Linked DNA regions of Gossypium arboreum: region 1 is linked to region 2. The links are chromatin contacts, called in public Hi-C maps. All regions are on one chromosome and are shown on one strand. Each heading gives the region's core, a stretch centred on a gene start, on an enhancer-like site or on the middle of the called end of the contact. The rest is flanking DNA. Distances are from core to core; before and after follow the strand shown. Region 1 holds the start of LOC108483766 (mitochondrial thiamine diphosphate carrier 2-like). Region 2 holds the start of LOC108482307 (protein RALF-like 33).

Region 1 (5,714 bases), core at 1,555-4,054, 140 kb before region 2:
GTGCTAAACTAACACTTTATGAATTTCATAGCTTGTGAGAAACAATAATATAGGAATCACCAAAAATGCGTTATTTACTGTATGCATCATTGTGTGTATATATATTTAACATTAAAAGGCAACTAAACAACTTCCATAAATAACATCCAATTCCCATGTTTCTAAACAGCAAAGAGATTACAGAATACATGAATTGTTTATACCAATCATTTATAGGAAAAGAACCTTTTAAAGTATAAAAGAACTAAAGCCTCACCATGCACCAACGCTTAAACGTATCATATGTTCCAAATTGCAAGCCAGCATAAGGAATGATCTCAACCAGTGTTGGTGACAATCCAGCATACAATCCTCTGAAGCCACGAGTTCTAAGTATATCAAAAATTGCTGAACTCATGTTGGGATATATCTACATGTAAGAGATACAAAATAAATGAGATACTTTGAAGAAATTAAAGCTTTTGCAGTAATATATATGAGGATGCATCGGGTGTTTGCATGCTAGAAATTTTTGCACCTCACTTTACAAGTGATACAACTATAATTTTTTACCCAAAAAGGTTATGAACTCATAATCCTATAAGGAATCAAAAATATATTCCCTTCACACGAATGAAATGTTAACCAAGCAGAAAATAACATCACACCATAAGTCAAATTTAATACCTTAGGTTCACCTTGTGAAGCTAATATAGTCCGCAGAAGATCAAAAGGATAAGATCCAACAGTAGCTGCACACCCTGCTAAGGCACCGCTGATGTAAGAAAGGTAGGGGCTTAAATTAATGTGATCAGCTGCACCATCACAAAACAAGGGGACGACAGATCAAAATGTAAGAAACAACATAAAGCTATCATCGAAAACAATAAAGCCAAATATTCCAATACATCACATATAATGGTGGACATCAAGGACAAAGGATTTGTATGCTTCCATATTAACTAGCTGTACATACAAGATTACTTTCAATATATAGCATAACCTAAAACTTTTACTTTTGATCAGAGCATAGGAAAAGGCACTGTGCAATGTAAATTACCTGTCTTGGAAGAACCAGAAACAAATGTTTTCAATTTGTGCAGAACTGCAAATTGTATGGCAGTGTATGGCATAACCATAAGTAAAGCTGGGACATTACCACGCCAAAAACCCTGCAATAAACAAGCACAGTGAAAGGGAAAAAAGAAGAAACAGCAACTGAGCAATCAGAAAAGAAAAGGCTACCTAACAATGCGGCTAAATATAGAAATTAATAAGCACTCTATATGGACCATTCACAAACATAACCAGTAAAATAGAAGAGGAAACAAACATACAAGTTCACAAGTAAATGGCCTTCATACCGGTAAACCCTCTTCCCTGAATATCTCCTTTGTTGCTTGAAACATTCCAGTGTATTTTGATGATCCTGGAAGATCTCTCCGAATCAAAGCCCATGAAGCTGTTGGCTCCAATTGAACCTATCAGCATAGTGAAAAAAAATTCAAAGCATTAATATATACTGAGACACATGGCCAAGGCTGAGATGAAAATTCTTATAAATGAGTGCATATGGAACAAGATGAAGGTTGTATGTCATACAAGGTGGCTAAAATGATGAGAACATGATCAAGATAATTAAACATGGAAAAAGGAGACAAAACTCTCCAATGAGTAGCGAATCTTGACAATATTATATATATGTATGTATATACGTTCTCACGTATCACATGATTACACAATATGATTCACACAATCAGCGTGGGAAGGTCCAAGAAAGGCTTAGTTTTGTCGCTGTTGTGACACCCAATGAAGTGAATTTGTAGGCTAAATATGAACATTATGCAGTCAGTGTTTCAAGGCTGATTTCACTGTCTATATACATATACGCATAGTTATCTCACTCACATACTATGTTTATTACCAGAATTGTTACTTAATCAACTAAGTGAAGCGTGTATTTTGAAATGCAACATTACAAGCTAAACTCATTTGATTTCACCTAACACTCTACCAGGTCTCTAACAACTTGTTCTCTAAGATTTTGTTTGGTAGCAAGGATTGGGAAACTTGTTAAGCTACAACGTAAAAAACTAATATGAACCCTAACAATTAGGTTGACAAGGTTTTTGATCCTTGAACTCTATCAATCATTCATACCAAGCAAAGCCTAAAAAACAATAAAAAACCCAAAAATAATTTCATAAATATAAGAACAGATATAATAATTCTAATTCTCCTCATATTAACAAAGAAATTGGTTTGACCTGGAATCTTATCTTAATAACATCAAGAGGAGAAGTAACCGTCCGGGAAATGCCACCGGCAATGGCGCCTGCACTAGCATCAAGTAATGCCCTTTTTAATTGCCCTGGCTCTTCCATTGCCAGAGCTTAGCTTTTTTATTAGAAAAAAAGAAAACAAAAAACTTTTCTTTCTCTCGCCCTGTGGATTTAGGCAACCGAATTGAAAACCCAAATTTCAAAAGGGCGAAAGGGATTATAAAGATAAGGCTAGCGAGAGAATGCAGGAGATGAAAAAGAGATCAAGGAGAAAGAAAAAGAAGAAAAAAAAACAAATAGAGAAAAGGAAAAGGGAGGCGGAAATCGGGAAGAGTTGGGGGATAAAGTGAAGAGCCACCATTGAATTAAAGGTGCTTTATGAATAGAAAGGGAGAGGGCGATTAAAGAAATAATCTTTCGCTTTTTGCGGTCTTAATGGATTGAGAAGGGCGATTCCATGTAAAAGAAGCTCAAAGAACACCCAGAAACAAAATACAGTTGAGAATCTTGAGATGGATGATGGGGGTAATATTTTATTATTTGAAAGATTAAATACTAATTATTTTATATCGCTTTTTTAATTATAAACGAGATCAATTCTTAACTTAATGATATCATTATTATTATAATAATAAAAATATATTTTAATGTCCTCAAAATATATTTTTTATTATGATAATAATATTTGTATCAGTCAGATTAAAACTTAATCAGTAAGTATTAAATTTTTTAATTTTGTTTTTCTCAAAGAATTGAGAAAGTTCATTTGTTTCTTAATAATTTTCTTTCAGAACTTGTGTTCAATGTTAGTGTTTCATATTTAATTTCTAAAGTAAGATAGTCAATAGAAGTGACTCTTTCTTGATGGACCACCAATGGACACACTCTTTATTTATCCCTCTAGGATATTACTTGTACTACATATGGACTTCATTTTTTTATATTTCATTTATGATTTATGTTTAATATTCGAGTTTTTTTAATAATATCGTCTTTAATATTTCAACTCAAATCTATTTTTAAATTTATATGTTCTATTGCTACACATAACGCTTATTAATAGAGTTTTAAAAATAACATTCATAGAATATAGTATATATATATATATATAAATAGAATATATCATTTATATTATTATTTAAAACAACAAATATTTTTATAAAACAAAAGAATATATAACTTTAAGGGTTTTTTTTTATTGTTGTTGTTGTTTGCATACAATTTAAAAATATATATTTACATGATAGGATTTCAATTTGATATCTCAAAATCTTCTTTTATTTGATTTTTACCATGTCAATTAAAATCACCTTTGATTTTCATATCAAGTTTGTCATAACCTAATGTTAAAATTTACTTATAAAATTTAGTACATTGTCATTGGAATTTTAGACTTCATAAGTAGTGACAGGGGTTGATAAATATCCTATAGAGTTATAATGAAATATTAAAAATGAATATTTAAAAAAAAAGAGATGTGTCAATTTTTAAAGTTACTTGTAAAATAAAAAAGTATATTGTCGTAAATTAAATACTAACCATTTTCAAAATACTAATATTTTTATTTATTTTATTCAGATAAATAATTTTTAAAAAAGGTATTGAAATTTCATGAGTTAAAATTTATTATAAAATTGAATAATGATTTAAAAGCGAGGAATATAAAAATATATAATATGATATCAATTATTTTTAATAATGTAAAACATAGGACTATATATTAATTAAGAATGTGCTCGAAATAAAGGATAATAAATATGTAGTGATAAGTAAGAAAAGGCAAATAAATTGTTTATTTTGGATAAAAGAATAATTTATCTTCCACTCTCGATATCTACAATAATCTTTATTATTCATAACACTTTCTCTTGATATCTATGTCTTGTTAAAATTTAATGGGATAAAAAACTGAATGAACGAAAATAATACAAAATATCAACATTACTATTTGATATTCATATAAAATTCCTTAGTGATTCATTAAATTAACTTGTTATACCCTTATCTAAGCTTAGACACATGGTAGCACGAGAAGTGGTCCAAGAAGCACCTATAGATGACTCTCTTTTTGGTACCATTCAACTGGTCACCCAATGACCAACCACTCTCACATTGCCCATAGGGAGACCATTCGTCTTCAGCCACTTGATGTACCATCCATCATGGACGGTATTAGCATCACACTCTCATCCTTAAGAGGGGACCATTGAGGCTTAAAAGCTCCATACTACCTCATTAAAGCGAATGTCAAAGTAGGCCTATGCAATACTACACTTGACAACAATAGACATATAACAGACCTACCACTTGGCCAACCACACAAGTAGGTCACCATCCGTACTGTCAATGACGTGACACTATTAGGCAATGGGACCTTTCCCTTATATATACTTCAATCCATGATGAGTGGGGGATCTTTCTTTTCCTCTCTTTTTACTCCCTTAAACCATATACCCTAGCACTCCACAATTCCTCTACTTATCTCCCTTCTCCTTCCTTCCTACTCTTCCTACTCCGGCTTTTCGCCTGTAATAGTTGAACCGTCCCCCTCATCATCACCATCATCTCTTTCGTATCTCCTCTTTGTTGAACACTAGTATCAACAAGACTATAACAACATCTATTTAGATGCATATCAAGTTTTTTCGTGAACTACCAAACTAATAAGATATTTAGAAGTGATTGTATCTATCATAAGAGAATAACTTTATTCATAGTCGATGCCAATATTTTACAAAAATCACAGTGTTACAAATCTTACTTTATATCTTAAAAAATTAATTTTTTGTAACTTTGTTTTTGCAAAAAAGTTTATTTGTACCCCACTAACTTTATACTTGTAGATATTTGGATTATAAGTAAAAAAGGCTTAAGATTTTGTAAATGAACCCAATGCCCTATAACGTTATTCCAAATCTAGAATGTCGTCAATGCCCAAAAGGTTGCCCTCAACAAACCCAATTAAGCATGAAGATGGATGAGCGTGGGAAAGGCCAATAAAAAAGATGCAGTTGATATCGAAATGAAGGTCATAACAAGTGTAAATGTCCATTATGAATGCACAGGGGGTTGAGATTTGAGGTTTCAACTTATATTCGTTGTATGAATTAAACAAATATTTTAAGCCTAAATGTTAGAAGCACCCTTGTATTTTTTTTGAGAAAACTAATAAAAAACTTTTCAGTGTAAAAGGCAATAGATTAAGCTTTAGATGTAAAAAAATACATCAATTAAGATCTTTCACTAAAGTTTTCGATTCTTGATCATTAATGTATTGACGTGGTTATTAATAGCTCTTGAATCAACTATTGTGATGTTGATATGGTGGTCTATGTAAACAAAAAGTTAAGAAAAAGAAAATCAAACTTTCAAGGTTTATTTTAAACTTAGTTTTTTTTAAAGTTATAAAAAGAAAATCTTAATTTTTTACAATATATTTAAAAATTGTAAAAG
Region 2 (5,753 bases), core at 96-2,595:
TTTGTCACCACCTTCATTCTTATAATGCACAATATAAGATATCTATTACAATCCCTAATGTCACATTTTGTCAAAAATATATTTTTGTTTGAATTGATTGATTAAACCGATTGAATAGAGAAATAAATGGTTCATTTGATTGAATGTATGCTATCAAATTGCTTGATATTTAAACAACTAAAAATTAATTTAACTCATAAAAGTTGTTAAAATTTCAAAAAAATCAATTATATTTTAAAAATATATATTTATTTTAGAATAAATTGAGAGGAAAGATGGAAAGTGACTCTTTTGTAGTTATATCAAAATTCAATAATTATGGTAAAGATTTAATTTTTTGGGCTATTTGTTGGATGGGCCCAAATTTTATTTTTTACCATTTGATTTTATTGTTTTTAAGTATGAAGCCCAATGGAGTAATATGCTACTAAACTCTTTTAAGCTTATAGGCTTAAGTAGGTTTGATTTGGGCTACTCAATTCAACTACATCACATTTGTGTTTAATTATATATTTTTTTTAAACTTTCATCCTCGTTTTATAATTTACGTTCGAAAATTTTTTATTGTTCCTTTTAACAATGTTACTTATAAATATTAAATTTGCATTCTCACATTGGAAGTGTAAAAAAAAGTGTATATTATATTTCTATTACTAAAGGTGAGTTTGGATGGGTAGTGCATTTACTTGTAACTAATATAAAAACAGTGATGGCGGTGAGATTAGATATTGTAGCGTGAGATAAAAAGTAAGCTAAACGTACTGCACTACACCGTCGATCTAAACCCACAATAAATTAACGGCAAGAATGACTAAAATATTTAATTTTGAAATGTTAAATAATTAAATCAAAAAATTAATAGTTCGGTGATGAAAATAAAACAAAAGAAATAGTTTTATGACTGTTTTTATGTTTTACTCTTCAAATACTAAGTAACCAACAACAGACTAAAAACCCTATTATATGGTAATAGAGAAAATTGAGGCATTATTTTGTATGGTCAGTTAGATATTTAAATTTCCAGTGCTTCGACGGTTATTAATAATGATTCTCAAATTGAATTAATTAATTATTAAAATTTTAAAAAATATTAATTAATTTTTTATGAAACTAAATTCGACTATTAATCAATTAATTAAATTAAATCGATTTGTATCAATTAATTTAACTTTAACCCAACTATGACGAGCGTAATTCTCAATACAACGTTTGTCAAAACCGTCAAAGTCTGGTTAAAGAAAATAACTGTTTTTCTTAAATTACAATTAAACTCGAAATTAAAGTGGCAGAATCGCAAATACATCCAAACATCAGTGGCTTTCTCTGACTTGTAATCACATATAATCCTAAATCCTGCCCTTATTTCCACTCCCTCCTTCAACAGAAATACAAAATCTAAGAAACCTCAAAAATGGGAAGCTATAGATTCTCCTTCACTTTCCTCACCATTTCCACCATCCTGGCCGTCCACGTGGCGCTCTCGTCTTCTTCTCCCACTCTCGACGTCGTCGGCGGCCTTTTTCTCCCGAGTAAATCGGAATGCCGCGGATCCATCGCCGAGTGCCTGATGCTAAGCGGGGAGGAGTCTTCGGACTTCGATGCTGAGTTCGCCATGGACTCCGAGATCAGCAGGCGCATTTTAGCCAGGACTCGCTACATTAGCTACGGTGCGTTGAGGAGGAACACGGTGCCATGCTCGCGACGTGGCGCGTCCTACTATAACTGCCGGCCGGGAGCTCAGGCTAATCCTTACTCACGCGGGTGCAGTAGAATTACGCGCTGTCGGCGTTAGATTTATTACTATTTTTTAAATTATCCTTTTAATTTAAAAAAAAATTTGTTGCCTCTCTATTTCTAAAAATGTAATTTAATTTCATCTTTATTTTCTTCTTATATTTGAATAATTTAATTGTGTGTATTGCTTGCTGATGCGATTGTTGTTCTCAAATATTTTTCCAAAATTTTGTGTATATATATATATATATATATAGAAGTGTCAGAATAAAGATGAGATTATAATAGCATGAATTATAATTACATTGATAATGTGTTGTATTTAAATCCTACTTTTTTTAATTTTCCTTTTTTATTGGATTTATTTCTTTTATATTGCTTTTGTAGTTTTTTATTCCAAGTTTTTTCTTTTAAATGAAAAAAATCAATTTGCTGATTTAATTTAAATAATTTAAGTATAGAAGTTTAGTATTAAATAAGTAATAAATTTAAGTATTTTTAAAATTAAAAAATATTAAAACAAAGTAACAAATATGTCGGCAGGGCTATGTGCGGGGAAAAATTAAAATTAAGATTTATATTTAAATAAAATTTTAAAATCTCAAATATTAAATCCTAAAACTTAAATTTAGTCTCTAAAATTCTAAATTCTAAATATTAATATTAAATGTTAAATGTTAAACCCTAAATATTAATCCTAAATCTTAAAATTAAATCCTAACCTTGCATTTACCCAAAAGGAAAAGAAGGGATAAATATTGAAACAATACATAAATAGGGTGAAGCCAGAAAATTTTTAGGAAAAATTAAACTAATTTTTCGATAGTAAAAATATAATTTTTAAATAATTAAATCAAAATTTTATCATTTTTAAGGGGCTAAAGTGTAAATTTACGTTTACTAAATTAAAATTTTAAAGGGGTAAAATAGAAATTTTTTTATTTTAGAGGGGCCGGGCACCCTTCCAACTCCTGTACATAAACTTTGATTTAATATGCAATGTCATATATAAAATTTTATTTTGTGAGATATTTAAAAATCATTAATAATTATTTTTAATTAACGTCATTTTACATTGATATATTACAAATACAAATAATTATATTAATTATGAAATTAATATATGTATTGATTTCTTTAATGTGTACAATTAAATCAAAATTAAATTTTATGTTTATATATAAACCACAATTTAAGTTTTATACGTATAATTGCACAAAACCGAACTTCATCTATTAAAGTGTAAATTGAACCAAGTTATAAATTTAATATTTATCCTTAAAAAATTATCGTAATATTTATTAAAATTTTAAATTTTACTAAAAAGCAGACATGATTTTTTTCTTCTTTACAAATTATCGATTTTTCATGCCTGTTTGTGTGGATGAAATTTGAGAAATATTTATGGGAATTGTATAATTAGTTGATGAGAGAAAAAAAAAAGATATTTATTTGTACAGTTCTTAGATATGAATTTTCAGTTTTTTTTTAGGTTGATTTTTGTGGCACTGAATTTCTTCTCTGGAGATTTCAGACAACAAATGGCCCAGAAAAGAAAGAGTAAAATTTGTTGTTGAAAAATAGTTGGATAGTTGGATACAATAAATTAGTCCCACCTTCATTTAAAGCCTTCATGTTTAGATTTAATCAAGGTAAGTTATATTGTATTGCTTTGCTGCATACAAAATAAATGCAATAAAAATTTGTGCTTTTTTTTTTAGATTCAAGTTTTAGTAAGTGTAATTATGATGTATGGATCTTTAATCTCATTAAGTGTACGTCATATATAAATTTTGTCTAATTTTTCAATTGTAAATAAAATATTAAGCAGATAATTTTGAATGATACGAAAGTACAACACAAACATGATAGTTGTTGAGGGAAAATTAATTTGTTGAAAGTAAGAGTGTTCAAACGGTTAACCAAATCAAATTAGTATTAATCAAATTAATTGAACTTTTTAATCTTTTAACAGTTAATCAAACCAAAATATATATTTTTTTATTAAAACAAGAATAAACATATAAAAAAAGTACATAAAATTTGTATTATTAATTATTAAGTTCAGTTATTTTGATTATTTACTCAATTTCAAGCTGAATTAATCGATAACTAAATTTCCAAAAAATTATTAACCGACCAATTAACCGAATTAGATCGTTTCAATCAAAAGCCCAAATGCTTAAAGAAATGATAGGTACACGGAGCAGAAATATCGCATTGGATGCCTGAGAAGAACAACGATGCAAAATTGTAAAGGAACCAAGTACTCCCAACTGTAATTGGGCATATCCTTAACTTTATGGCAACACAACTAAATTTGCACCCCAAATGTCTTATTCATATTTACAGGTATGTATGGAAAGAGAAAAAAATAAATAAAGGGAAAACAAGCAAATACACAGATAAACAGCAAGGAAAATCAGGACCACATTTGCAACACTATAATGCCTAAGTGTTTTTTTGTGATTAGTTGAGCCAAAGCAAAATGCATTAATCTAATTAAGCTATTGGAGAGTAGAATGACCTAAAGAGTAATGACATCCACGAAAATGAACCTATCTTGCAAACTAGTACTATTTTCTATCTAGATTGATTGCTTCAGAAATCCGTGACCCGTGAATATTCATGTCAGACATAGCTATTACAGTATTCAAATATGCATAGATTAAAAAGCCTAATCATGGCCTTAAAGTTCTGTTTAAAGAATAAGATGCATGTTGCTGATGGTTTTCAACATTCAACAAAAGGATGAGTTACAAATATAAGGGTAGTCTATGAAAATAGCAATTAGAGGAGGCTTGAATTACTGGCTTTAGATGCCGAATTTCCTTAAGCTATCGCATTAGGATTCATTGGGTGACTTGGAATCATCTTTTACCGCAGGAGGAACTGGAGGAGGAGAGTTCTCTGCACCCATCTCTGCTTTGAGATCATTGATGCTTTGTTCTAGCTCATCTATCCTGCTGCCCATCTCATCGAGTTCATTGAAGTCAGGGAAATCAAGAAAATGTTTACAAGCGGAATGCAGTTTTATTTTGTTTGGAACAGAAATATATATATGTTAAATTTTTCTAAGACTGTTATGTATTTGGAAAGTCCTCGGAGGATCATATCCCAAACCCATGCTCGGGTAGGCATTGGATAAGGATGTCTAACATGGGTCTTCAATAAAAATGAAAAGTCAAAGTTAGCTTAATTTGGTAGCACCTAAGAAACAAGGACAAGTGAAATCAAAATTGAAACCCCCCATAGCTAGTTCCCCACAATACAAATCCAACCTAAGAACAGACTAAAACCCTGGTAGAAAACTAAGGACCCTCCATTTTGCATTTTGCAAAGCAAGTTTAAGACCTAGCCAGCCTCCCATAAAAGAATCCCAAAATCAACAAAACAACAATTCTATGATGTAATAGAAAAAAAACGAAGCAATTCATCTCTTCGAGGTTAAGCTTTCTAAGTATTATGCTGTGATCAGATAATACGAAAAGGATATTCTTCGTGATGATGGAATCAGACATTGTTTGGAACCTTGATTGCTGCAACATGAAAGCATATAGCAAACTTAGCTACATCTGCTTAAAATTCATTGTTCTTTAACTCCATACAGAATATCAAATCAATTGAAAATAAGAACTCACCATCTGTTGAAGTAGATTCTGGACCTGCAAAAAGAAGAGAAAGACTAAATTCAGTAAAAGCTGGATGAAAGTCATTTAAACTATAGAACCATCATCTTTAAGATGGTCCAACAGTTTCAAGTGCAATGTTTGGTAAATCTCCCTAAAAGCATAGTTAATATCATCTGGTCCAAATAACCATGAAGAGAAGGAATAATCTGTAATCTAAATTTATTAGTGACACATAAAAGTGCTAGAGAATAGAGGAACTCACGAAAAGTGCCATATCCGTAGTGTCCTGTTTTGAATCTACAGAATCATTCCCATCCTGAAAATAAATCATGCAACAGTTTCAAGTTCAATCCTTCTAATCTAACTTAAGGAAGCAAAACTTTCTTA

The links. Hi-C and Micro-C count contacts between places; a contact is called where the count stands out from the background.
Region 1: a contact with region 2 is called in a Hi-C map of leaf, with 2.9 times the contacts expected there. The contact joins the promoter of LOC108483766 here to the promoter of LOC108482307 in region 2.

Annotation. Positions count from the first base shown.
Region 1 is chr3:131,332,901-131,338,614 of ASM2569848v2, reverse strand. It overlaps LOC108483766 (mitochondrial thiamine diphosphate carrier 2-like), which reads right to left and starts at 2,804. Exons shown (of 7, transcript XM_017787339.2): 1 at 2,247-2,804; 2 at 1,344-1,460; 3 at 1,040-1,151; 4 at 667-794; 5 at 257-409. The coding sequence starts at 2,363.
Region 2 is chr3:131,194,625-131,200,377 of ASM2569848v2, reverse strand. LOC108482307 (protein RALF-like 33) reads left to right here and starts at 1,345. Exons shown (of 1, transcript XM_017785430.2): 1 at 1,345-1,961. The coding sequence starts at 1,412. The coding sequence ends at 1,792. LOC108480936 (heat shock factor-binding protein-like) reads right to left here. Exons shown (of 5, transcript XM_017784085.2): 2 at 5,629-5,682; 3 at 5,376-5,399; 4 at 5,231-5,273; 5 at 4,379-4,716. The coding sequence ends at 4,580.